Regions from separate parts of the Mus musculus genome. Here all the other regions are linked to region 2. A link is a contact called in public Hi-C data. All regions are on one chromosome and are shown on one strand. The core of a region is the stretch at or near the end of the contact, and the rest is flanking DNA. Distances in the headings are between cores, read along the strand shown. Region 1 has its middle 8.7 kb from the start of Gm26510. Region 2 overlaps Dlgap1 (DLG associated protein 1). Region 3 has its middle 11 kb from the start of Mir1195.

What was found. A called contact is a pair of places that touch in the nucleus more often than the background predicts.
Region 1: a contact with region 2 is called in a Hi-C map of the N1E-115 cell line, with 5 times the contacts expected there. The contact joins two enhancer-like sites. A contact is called at or near these places in 3 of 39 promoter capture datasets (the HPC-7 cell line, embryonic stem cells and frontonasal cranial neural crest), 1 of 15 datasets of contacts at CTCF or cohesin (pro-B cells), 3 of 484 Hi-C or Micro-C datasets (the N1E-115 cell line, bone marrow-derived macrophages and pre-hematopoietic stem cells), 9 of 115 datasets of contacts at active chromatin or transcription factors (astrocytes, craniofacial prominence, embryonic stem cells and 4 more) and 1 of 9 other capture datasets (embryonic stem cells).
Region 3: a Hi-C map of female germline stem cells shows a contact between it and region 2, with 3 times the contacts expected there. The contact joins two enhancer-like sites. A contact is called at or near these places in 1 of 39 promoter capture datasets (neural stem cells), 1 of 15 datasets of contacts at CTCF or cohesin (embryonic stem cells), 4 of 484 Hi-C or Micro-C datasets (the N1E-115 cell line, embryonic stem cells and female germline stem cells), 7 of 115 datasets of contacts at active chromatin or transcription factors (bone marrow-derived macrophages, embryonic fibroblasts, embryonic stem cells and 2 more) and 1 of 9 other capture datasets (embryonic stem cells).

The regions. Positions count from the first base shown.
Region 1 is chr17:70,931,853-70,935,558 of GRCm38.p6, reverse strand. No RefSeq gene overlaps it. Among named protein-coding and RNA genes, the nearest start is that of Gm26510, 8.7 kb to the right of the region's middle. Within about 2 kb of position 2,263, at least 5 of the 459 cell types and tissues checked have an H3K27ac peak or open chromatin away from gene starts, as enhancers often do. A contact at or near this core is called in the N1E-115 cell line, where this site is marked.
Region 2 is chr17:70,726,360-70,730,412 of GRCm38.p6, reverse strand. The region is part of intron 6 of Dlgap1 (DLG associated protein 1); the gene reads right to left. Among named protein-coding and RNA genes, the nearest start is that of Gm36746, 11 kb to the right of the region's middle. Within about 2 kb of position 1,637, at least 181 of the 459 cell types and tissues checked have an H3K27ac peak or open chromatin away from gene starts, as enhancers often do. A contact at or near this core is called in the N1E-115 cell line, female germline stem cells and neural stem cells, where this site is marked.
Region 3 is chr17:70,870,204-70,873,964 of GRCm38.p6, reverse strand. No RefSeq gene overlaps it. Among named protein-coding and RNA genes, the nearest start is that of Mir1195, 11 kb to the right of the region's middle. Within about 2 kb of position 1,669, at least 106 of the 459 cell types and tissues checked have an H3K27ac peak or open chromatin away from gene starts, as enhancers often do. A contact at or near this core is called in the N1E-115 cell line, female germline stem cells and neural stem cells, where this site is marked.

The sequences.
Region 1 (3,706 bases), core at 1,014-3,513, 200 kb before region 2:
CATTCAGGAGCAGATCTACTGCTGGTTGTCTGTATTCATTACCTTTCTGTTGCTATGATAAAAGTAATCAAAGGCAATTTTAAAAAAAATTTCATCATCACAGATGCAGAGATAAGTTTTGTTAGGGACTTTTGAGTTGAGGTGTAGCTCTCGGGTGAACATTTTCACCATTCTAAAACCTAGGCTATATAGACTTGGAAGATATCAGGGTATAAACTGCACACAACTCCTCCCAAGACGTAGGATGTAACCCTTCACTCATTTCCAACACCGGCCATCCTTGCCTCAGTAATTCTATAATAGTTTGGAAATAGTTTTTCTATAGCTTTTCCCTACAATGATATTACTTATTTACATGCCTGCCTTCCCCTACCAAGCTGTGAGGCACTAGGAGTTGGGGTTATACCTTACAGTTTCTAAATGTGGTGGTTTGGATGAGAAATTTCCCCTCAAGACACATGTCCCTCAACAAAGCATCCCTAATGTGTGGTACTGTTTAGGAAGGCTCTGGAATCTATAAGATGTGGAGCCTTGCTGGATAAGTTCACCCTTGAGGCAGGGATGGAGAGTTTATAGCCTCACCCTCCTGGCTGCCTGCTCTCTCAGCCTCCTGCATGTGATGATTTCCCAGCGGCTGCTGCTGTTGCTGTTGCTGTTGTTGCTGCTGCTGTTGCTGTTTTTCCACCACAGAGACTGGCCTTCCCCTCTGGAGTTGTGAGCTGAAATAAACGAAACTCCTCCTAAAGTTGCTTCAGTCACATTATTTTATCACACAACTACCACCACCCCACCAACAAAACACAAGCAAAACCCAAATTCATTAATAATGTCTACACACACAACAGGTGATTAGATAAACAAATGCATAAATGAATGACTCAACCTTAGACAGATAAGCATTTCTTTTAAGTATTTTTTAAAATTATGTGCATGTGTGTTTGGAATGGGGGGGGGGAGATATTAAAACCCTGTACATGTGCCCCTGAGGAAACCTGAGAGATCAGAGCCCTCTGGAGCTGCAGTTATACTGATCTGAGCCATGTGATGTTGGTGCTGGGGACCGAACCCAGGTCCTCTGCAAGAGCTGCACTTCCTCTTCCTGCTGAGTCAGCTCTCCAGTCCCTTGAGCAAGGGTCTCTTTTTATTAGACTAAAACTTGAAAGCAGTTCAGTATGTGATAAGCATAAAGCTGAAAGGAATGCTGTCTATAAATACACTTCTCATTCTTCATCTAGACTTACTTCTGTCTACAGACTCTATCTAATTACACAAATTTATCTTCATGCTATTTGGACTAGGGGAAATTTTGCAAGTTATACTGAAAAGAGACTTCAGTTGTATGGTTTGAGTAGCTAGTTAAATAGAAAGGAACAGACAACGGCTTGAGACCTGTGACCTTCAAAGTTTAGTGGATTTTTCATTTTTACCCTCTCAATAAGGGAGCTCATATAATTTAGTTAAATAGCTTTGGGAACCTCTTTGACTATCTTAGGAAGTTAAGAAAATCCTCTGACACCTTTGAATTTTATACTAGTGTACTTTATTTAATCCAATAAGGCATAATTAATTTATTTAGACATTAGAAGAATCAGCGTAAGGACTTAACTGCTCTGCCCAGAGGCTAGCCTATAAGTTTAGTTTCCCAGCCTTTCGATGAGTGAAGAAAACAGCTGTGTTTACCCCATTTGTGACTGACAAGATCCATTTGTTGGTACTGTGCTAGCAAAGTTACTTTTACAATTGCAAACTGGCAGTAACATGACTTCAAATTATCTCCTGTGCCTGAACAGATCTTTGGAGGGAACCCTGACTGTTTTGAAGGACTACTGAAGGCTCTAAAATATTCATTGGATGAGAAGTCTGCCAAGAGCTTCAAGAGTCCAACTGCTTCCTCAAATTACCAACAGACAGAACACGTGAAGAATGTTCACAAAATGACAGAGTTGCTTACATACCTTGGCTGATGTCTGAACTGCTGGAATTAAATTGAGGCCAAAGGTTAGGAGTACACGTCTTTCTAATGTCTCTCTAGAACAAACTAAGATATTATTGTGGTCCCTACCACTGTGAGCTAGCCAGATTTTTGAACAGAGGATTCTAAAGACACCTTTAAAAAAAATAACCTAATTTTAAAAAGCCCTGGGCTTCTGAGTCACAGGACCATTCAGCACACAAAGTTTAAGGGCCTGTTGTGGTTGCTAATGGAACTGTTGCCATGTGAAGTCTCTTTAATTAAGTCAGGAACAGGAAGGCCTCCTGCACAGTGTCTTACTGTCCATGATGCAACTCATAACTCCTGCCCATCTTCCTGTCCCCTTTGTGTTCCCTGGCCTCCCTATGTGCCCTTTAGATTTATATTTAAGTGTGTGTGTTTGTGTGTGTGTGTGTGTGTGTGTGTGTGTGAGTATGTCTGTTTGTGTGTGTATATGTGTGGGTGTATGTATGTGTGTGCCCCTGCCCACTCATGCACATGTATATATGGGTGCCTATAGAGGCCAGAAGAGGGTATCTGACCCCCTAGAGATGGAGTTACAGGAAGTTCTGAGCAATCAGACACAGATACTGACATGTGTGCCATACTGACAACAACTTGCCAGATGTGAACACACTGATGACAACCTGCCATATGTGAATACACCAATGACTACCTGCCATGTGTGAAAACACTGATGACAACCTGTCATGAGTGAACACACTGAAGATGAACTGACATGTGTGAACACACTGATGACAACCAGCCATGTGTGCCACACTGATGACATCCTGCCATATTTGAACACACTGAAGACAACCTGCCATGTGTAAGCATACTGATGACCCCCTGCTATGTGTGAACAAACTGAAGACAGCCTGCATGTGTGATCACACTGATAACAAAATGCCATAAATGAACAAACCTATGACTACTTGCCCTGTGTCCCACCCTGATGGTAACCTGCCATGTGTGAACACAGTGATGACACCCTGCCATGTGTGAACACACTGAAGACAACTTGCCATTTGTGAACATACTGATGAAAATCTGCCATGTGTGAATACACTGATGACACCCTGGCATGTGTGAACACACTGATGAGAAACTGCCCTGTGTGCACACACTAATGACAACTGCCATGTTGCTCACAGATGACAACCTTCATGTGTGATCACACTGATAACAACCTGCCCTAGGTGAACACATGGATGACTACTTGCCATGTGTGCCACACTGTTGACACCCAGCCATGTGTGAACACAATGATGTCAATCTGCCATGTGTGATCATGCAAATGACTACCTGCCATGTGTGAACACACTAATGACAACTGCCAGGTGTGAACACACTAATGACAACCAACCATGTGCAAACAACACTGATGACAACCTGCCATGTGTGAATATACTGATGACAACCTGCCATGTGGAGTACACCAATGACAATCTGCCATATGTGAGCACACTAATGACAACATGCCATGTGTGAACACAATGATGACACCCTACCATGTGTGAACTCACTGATGCAACTTGCCACATGTGAACACACTACACACTAATGCCAACTGTCATATATGAACACACTGATGACTACCTGTCATGTGTGAACACACTGATGACATTCTGCCATATGTGAACACACTGATCTAAACCTGTCATGTGTGAACACACTAATGACAACTGTCATGTGTGAAAACACTGATCATACCTTCCAATGTGTGAACACACT
Region 2 (4,053 bases), core at 388-2,887:
ACGCCCGGCTCACAGCAACTCTTATAAAGGAAAACATTTAATTGGGGCTGGCTTACAATTTCAGAGGCTTAGTCCATTATTATATGGAGGTATACAGGCAGATACAGTGCTGGAGAAGCAGCTGAGAGTTCTACAACTTGATCTGCAGGCAGCACAAGTGACTCTGAGCCACACTGGGCATACTTTGAGCATATGAGACCTCAAAGTTGGCCCCCATAGTGACACACTTCCTCCAACAAGGTCACACTTACTCCAATAAGGCCATACCTCCTAATAGTGCCATGCCTTATGGGCTAAGCATATAATGCATGAGTCTATGGGTCTGTCTTAATTAGGGTTTTACTGCTGTGATCAACAGACACCATGACCAAGGGAACTCTTATATGTTCAACATTTTATTGGTGTTGGCTTGCAGGTTCAGAGGTTCAGTCCATTATCACTAAGGTGGGAACATGACAGCATCCAGGCAGGCATGGTACAGGAGGAGCTGAGAGTTCTACATCTTCTTCTGAAGGCTGCTAACAGAATACTCACTTTCAAACAGCTAGGATGAGGGTCTTAAAATCCACACCCACAGTGATACACCTACTCCGAAAGGGCTACACCCTCTCATAGTGCCACTCCCAGGGGCCAAGCATATACAAACCATAACAGGGTTCATTACTATTCATACTTTGTAATACTGAAGGACTGTGCCTATTTATGTATCTGTCTGTCTATCATATAACTATCCTTTCTCACCATTTATCTACCTACTATCTATCAACAGTCTTTATATTTATTTTACTGTCTATTCAGTTCATCTCTTTAGCCACCAGGGACATATTTTTAGAACCTCAGTATGTGCTTGAAACCTCCATTTACATAGAGCCCTCTGGATGATGATGATGATGATGATGATGATGGTGATGGTGGTGGTGGTGATGGTGATGATGAGGAGACTTGTAACATCTTTATGCAGACCCAGGACTAACTTGTCCTTCCGTGTCTTAAGTCCCGCTGCCTCCATTCCATTACTACTCTTGCGTTTTGGAACCATTACTGAGTAAAAGAAGAATTTCTTAAAACAGCAGCACTGTGGTACCATAGCAGTCAATCTGACAACCAAGAGAGCTGCTAAGTGAGTAATTAAGGGGCTACTAAGTAGCTAATGACCCTACAAACTGGTGCGGGCATGCTGGGCACAGGATGACTCATGCCCAGGTGGGGACAGGGGAAGATACTATGTTGCTCAGAGTAATGCTCACCCTACAGCTCATGACTTGTTTATTTCTGGAATTTTGCGGGCAGTCGTTCTACCCTGTGGTTGACCGGGTAAGTGAAAGTAAAGAGAATAAAACCCCACAGATAAATGGGGACTACTGGATTTCCTGCTTCCTAATCTGGCATTTGCCGGTCTTTCTCCTTGCAGGGGTAGGGGTGTGTGTGTGTGTGTGTGTGTGTGTGTGTGTGTGTGTGTGTGTGTGTGTGTTGCATGAGTCAAGACCTAGGGCCTCACCCATGCTGGGCAACCACCCAACTGCTGAGTCACATCCTCTCTCTTTCTTTACTTTTTCTTTCCCCATTTATGAGACAGGGCTTTACTGTGAAGCCCTGACTGGCCTGCAGCTCACAGAAATCTGCCTGCTTTTGTCTCCTGAGCACTGGAGTTAAAGGCATGTGCCACCATGCCTGGCTACCATCCCTTTCTTTACTGTGTCTCTTGCCCCTCCTGGAAAGATTCTCTTCCTGGATTATGCACATGATCCCTGTCCTTTCTCAGTCCTTTGAAGCTGTCTTCTTAGGAGAACATACCGGAAACCGCATAATCTTTTATTTCTGTTTATGTTTTTGAGACTAAGTTTGACCATTTAGTCCAGGCTGGCCTTGAACTCCATCCTCCTGCCTCAGATTTCCTCCTGTCACAACTCATGGTAGAACCCACATCTTATTCGTCTTTGAATACTAACATTACAGAGCGCTTGGCTCCGTGTGTCTTTTTTCAGCTATTCTTTTTTTTTTTTAAAGATTTATTTATTTATTTATTATATGTAAGTACACTGTAGCTGTCTTCAGACACTCCAGAAGAGGGCGTCAGATCTTGTTACAGATGGTTGTGAGCCACCATGTGGTTGCTGGTATTTGAACTCCAGACCTTCGGAAGAGCAGTCGGGTGCTCTTACCCACTGAGCCATCTCACCAGCCCCCCTTTTTCAGCTATTCTTTTGTCTACTTTAAATGAGTTCATCTGTCTCACTAATGTTGCTGACATTTTCCCAAGAATAAAATGGACCTTGAGATGTTCCTGATTATCTAATGCACAAGAGTGGGGAGGGGGAGGAAACTCTGCCCTTTACTGTTGTGTGTTTCAAATTCTGCATTTATGGATATTTTCAGGGCAGTTAATGAGGAAAAGGCTAATCAAGGAGTTTTACTTCTTGATAATAAAAACACTATGTATGTATGTCTAGAGTATATGCACGTATGTGTGTGTCAAAGAACAATCTATACTTGGCTCTCCTTCTACAGTGTAGATGTGGGGTATTGACCTCAGGTCAGCAGGCTTTGGATCAAGTGCCTTTACAGAGCTGTCTCACTTCACACTTCTTCCTAACTTTCTAGTAATATACAATGCAGAAGCTGGAGGCTAGAGATGTAGCTCAGTTGGTATAATGCTTGTCTGACATGCCTGAAGCCCTGGGTCCAATCACTAGCACCCGCAAAACAAAGTATGGTGGTGCATATTTGTAACCACAGCCCTGGAAGCAGAGGTAGGAGATGAAAGAGTTCAAAGTACCCTCAGCTACATAGCTAGTTCATGGCCAGCCTGGGTAACATAAGACCCCTGACCCAAAAGAATATTTTTATTCTTTTGTTAGATATCCCTAGGAAAAGTCTCCATCTTGCTTGTCCATTAGAAGCAGGCTTAGTTTATTGACTAGGAGAGGCCATACTTTTCTTCTGGGACATTTTCTCATTTCTGTGATTTTATTCTTTTATGGTTTATCTATTTATATTTTATGTATATGAATGTTTTGCCAGTATGTCATATGCCATGTATGTACCTGATGTCCACAGTTGCCAGAAGAAAGTATTGGATCCCTGGAACTAGGGTTAGAGATAGTTAGGAGTCTGACATGTGGGTGCTGGGAACCAAACCCAGGTTCTTCGCTAGAGCAGCCAGTGCTCTTAATTGCTCTCTCTCTCCAGCCCCTATGATTTTATTCTTTCAAAAATGTTTTTTTTTCTTTTTTAAAAAGGGGCCAGTCTTGAAAACCCAAAAAAAAAAAAAAAAAAAAAAGACCAGAGAGATGTTTCAGTAGATAAAGGTGAAAGGAACCAAGTTCATGCATACATGTGTACACACACACTACCCAAGTATAGATTTTTGGTTTTGTTTTTTTTTCTAAGGTTTTTCTATTGAGCTCGAGATGTGACTCAGTGGTAAAACATTTGTCTTGCATGTGCAATGTCCTGGATCTGATCTCCAGACATAGGTAGGTAGGTAGGTAGATAGATAGGGCAAGCACCTACATGTTAAACTAGTTACTCAACATTACATTAACTCTAAGCCTCTTAAACACCTGGGATGGTAACTAATTTTGATCCCATTTTCCAGATGTGGAAGGTGTGGTTCAGAAAATATTACAGTTTGGACATGGAGCGTTCCCCTGAGGGGCTCATATGTTGAGCACCTGATCTGCAGAAGGTAGACTCAATCGCTTGGAGGCAAGTAGATTATGGAGATAGGGTCTAATTAACGTATAAACCCATCATGGATTTAGGGTTACAATGGCACTGCTGGGAAGTGGTAGAAAGAGGTGGGGTGTGGTGGGAGGAAGTGAGTCACAGGATGTAGCTGTAAGAGGTGTGTCTTACCCTGGTCCCTTCCTATTACACTCCTCCAAGGTGCCCTCCACCATGATGTTCTGCCCTGCAACATGCCTAAAAGCAATGGAGCCAGCCAGCCCCTCTCCAACTGGGTTCTAAAAACAAACCTTTCTTCTTTTCACTTGTTTCTTTTTAAGCATTTGTTACAGTGACAACCAAAACAAAACCCAGGAAAGGCCATGA
Region 3 (3,761 bases), core at 420-2,919, 140 kb before region 2:
TTATTGTGTGTGTACCTTGGGGGGATGGGCACCGCGCACATGCTTTCCTGCTACATGGCCTCTAGGGGTTGAGCCCGGGTCTTCAGGCTTGGTAGTACTTGCCTCTTATCCACCAGCCCATTTGAAGACACTTTTCGTCCTTTGTAGCAGGAAGTCGGAGATAATTTCAGAAAATACCGTCATCACGGAGCATCACTGTGTTATCGCATTATTTAATGAGACAACAACTGGGGGTTGGGCGTGGGGTTAAAAACAGGCAATTAAAATAGTAAGCCCTAGAAGCTTCTAGGGCGGAACAGAGGCTGCTCAGTTTCACCGTAACCCCTTGTTTCCTAAGTGGCTTTTTATTTAACCTAGGGCACGTTTCCCTTTGGCTGCTGTCCGTGTGTTCTACACAGCAGTCAGCAACCTATTAGAACTGTGCTTCAGTTTCAGATTAAGCCTAAAGAGGAAAAGTCAATCCAATCCGCAAACAGAAAAGTAACAGAGGCAGCGCATGCGCGTAACAGACATCGTCAGGTCAGGCGCTCACACATTCACAGAGGTGGTGGTCAGAGTAGCCTCGCTGGGAGTGGGATGAGAGAGAGGCAACTCGTCAAACTGGAGGCTTCCAGCTTCCAGCAGAGATAGACGAGGGTAGAATCTGCAAGCAGGACCTGTGAGTGAGTCTGCCCACTGCAGGCATTTTTATACCAGGAGATAAACAGTAGTGGGGAATGGTTCATCTTTTAGCTGATCTCAGAGCTGCAGTGTTCACTGTTAGCTCTTCTTTCCCACTGACAGAGTCGGGGGCTGGGGTGGCCAGCCCCAGAACAGGGAAATTTGGAGGGTCCTGAGATGAGTCAGTTGTGCCAAGCCTGACAGCCGAGCTCCAGTCCTGGAACCAACCTGGCTCCGGCCAGTCATCCTCTGATTTCTTGCCTCTAGCTCAAGTACACTTCTCTCGCAGACACCCCTCATAGACAAATGAATGTTTTTGGAAGTTCTCGAAGGGAGCCGCACATGAAATATGACAGAAAATGTGCTGTCAACTATTTAACATTCAGCCACCGGAGGGAGAGGCTGTGCACAGTGTGGGGCATGAGTCCTCCCGTGTCCTGCTTTGTCCAGCAGAAACCACCACAATGCCTTCAGAGCCTCTGGCAGCCCAGTCTCTGGAAACAGCTTTGGGAGTGAATGGGGAGGGACTTCTGACAAAGGACCCTCGTTCATTGGCATAATCCTCTGGAAGGCTGTGCAGCAATGCATGTGACCAAGCAATGGGAACCAGCTGGGGGCAGCCTGTTGGCCGCCTTGTAACTGCCACCCTTTGTAGCGCGGCCTCCGTGAACCTCTTTCTCGGTCGGGCCTAGAGACTTGGGATAAAGGATGCTTTCAGATGGAGAGAGAATCCTCATTAGCCACTCAGCTCTGACCCTGCAGGTGAACACTCACATCCTTGAACTCATGATATTTCAACCACCTTTGGCCCCAGCTCTTGTTTAGACAGCCACGGTAGTAGCTACTATGTTAGGAGAGCAACAGGTAAATCGTGGTTCTGTCTTTTTATTCAGCTTGTGTGCTTCCTCTTAACACTCATCAGTTTTTAAGTTTCCTTTGTGCCCCAGAGTCAGTGTCAGGATCTCTGCCTTCAGTGCTAAATAACTGAGGTGGGGGAGGGGTGGGGCTGAAGTGTTCTGGAAGCTTTGTGGCTTAGTGGCGTCCTGGGGTGCTGCAGGGACTTGTTTTGGAGGAGCCCCTGGGAGTGGCCCGGATTTGGAGTGGCACATCACACACTCTGCTAGACAGTTAGGCTCCGTTACATAATTATGTCTGGGAGGGAGAGATCTTCAGCAATTCCTTGAAAACAATTGGCAGGCACACTTAGGAGGTTAACCCAGGGCTAATGGTCCTCATCTGCCTGATAGGACTGCCACCGGGAGCAAGTCAAGAAGTGACTTCTTGTTAGCAGTAACGTAGAGGTGATGGTGTCTTCTTCATCTTTTCCATCAAACTAACTGTCAAGTTGTTTGCTTCCATCTTATATGGGAAGTAAGCAAAAAAAAACAAAACCGATCCATCTGCTCTTGGGCTTGTTTCTGTGTTCCTTGTGCCTTTCCTGTCTCTAAAGCCAACCTCTGCTGGCCAGCTCATTAAAACACACCTTCTCATATTCTGCTGTAAGGGGATGAAGATTTGCCTGACTCGGGAATTGCAAATAAAAGTCAGTGGAGGTATTTAAACGAAACTTCTGTAATTTTAAAAAACTTTTCAGGCAGAGGCAGGATGATCTCTGTAAGTTCCAGGACAGCCAGAGTTACAATAAAGAGACGCTGTCTCAATAAACAAAAAAATACTTATTTTTGTTTTATGTGTATAAAGCGTTGGCCTGCATGTCTGTACGTGTACCGTGTAGGAACCCTCAGAGGCCAAAAGAAGACATTGGACCACGTGATTGGAATTACAAATGGCTGTGGGCTGCCATATGGGGTCCAGTTCCTCTGCAAGAACAATGATGGAGCCGTCGTTCCAACCCCTAGCTTTGGTTGCTTTATAGTGATGTTTGCGTTTCTTCCCACTAACTCAAGCTTATTTCGGAGCAGACATTTGACCCATTCAGAGTTCACTCGTTATTTGGGCCAATTGCTATCTTAATCTTAAGGTTGAGTAAATTACCTTAGATAAAATCCATACTCTGGCCGGGCGTGGTGGCGCACGCCTTTAATCCCAGCACTTGGGAGGCAGAGGCAGGTGAATTTCTGAGTTCGAGGCTAGCCTGGTCTACAGAGTGAGTTCCAGGGCTACACAGAGAAACCCTGTCTCAAAAAACCAAAAAAAAAAAAAAAAAAAAAAAAAAAAAATCCATACTCTGTCCCTTAAACTCTCTCTTCCTTGTTCGGGAGAAAGGGCTGGACTCGCTGAGTTCTGGCTGGGCCCCGGGAAGAGTACAGTGTCTCAGGTCTCCTCTAGCCTCTTCCAGCCTCGGCTTGGCCACTGCTTGTTCCTGTGGGTGAAGCTGGTCTATGAAGCAACTCATGGCTTGATCAGTGCCTTGGTCTGGCACCTTCCATTCCTCTGAACCCACGCCACAGCCACACCCTCACACAGCAGGCCCACCCAAGTCTCCTCTCAGTCTCTTACCCTTGTTTCCCTGGGACCCACAAGGCTTCTGTTGTCAAGGCAGTCAACGCTGGGTCTTCTCCAGTCTGTGAGACTGGGCCCCGTGACTTTGGGAAAAGATCTTCCTTGACCATGCTTTATAACCTCATCTCAACCCTGAAAGAGAAGTTGGGATTGGCTAATTGGTAGCCCCTCCCTCCCTTCCTATCTTCCTTCTGTCTTCAACAACACTAGGCAGAAGGCTCAGGCTTCTTTCTGTCTGAAAGAGTATTTCCCTTCATCGCATTCTCCCTCTTCTGGAAGTGATTATTGTCCTTATCCTAGGAGAGAAAGACTCAGGAAACAGAACTCCGCTTATCATCAGGAAAAAAAAAATTAAAAATTGGGATAATTCAAAGACATTGTATCTGAGAGAGAAAGGTGTGTGTAGGACCAGAGTGATTTGTCTCTGTTCAGCCAAGGCCAGGGCCTGGTGGAAGAGGCTACAGAGAAGGTGAGAAGGAGCCTGGACATACAGCACTGGATACTCTTGGAGCTGGGTATTAAGATGGCTGGCTGGTTCAGGAAAGCTGGTGCCTGCAGGTAGCTCTCTCTGTTCTTGTCCTGGCGCTTGCATGTGGAAGAAGCACCAGGTAGCCCTGCTGATGGAGAGCCCAGTCCAG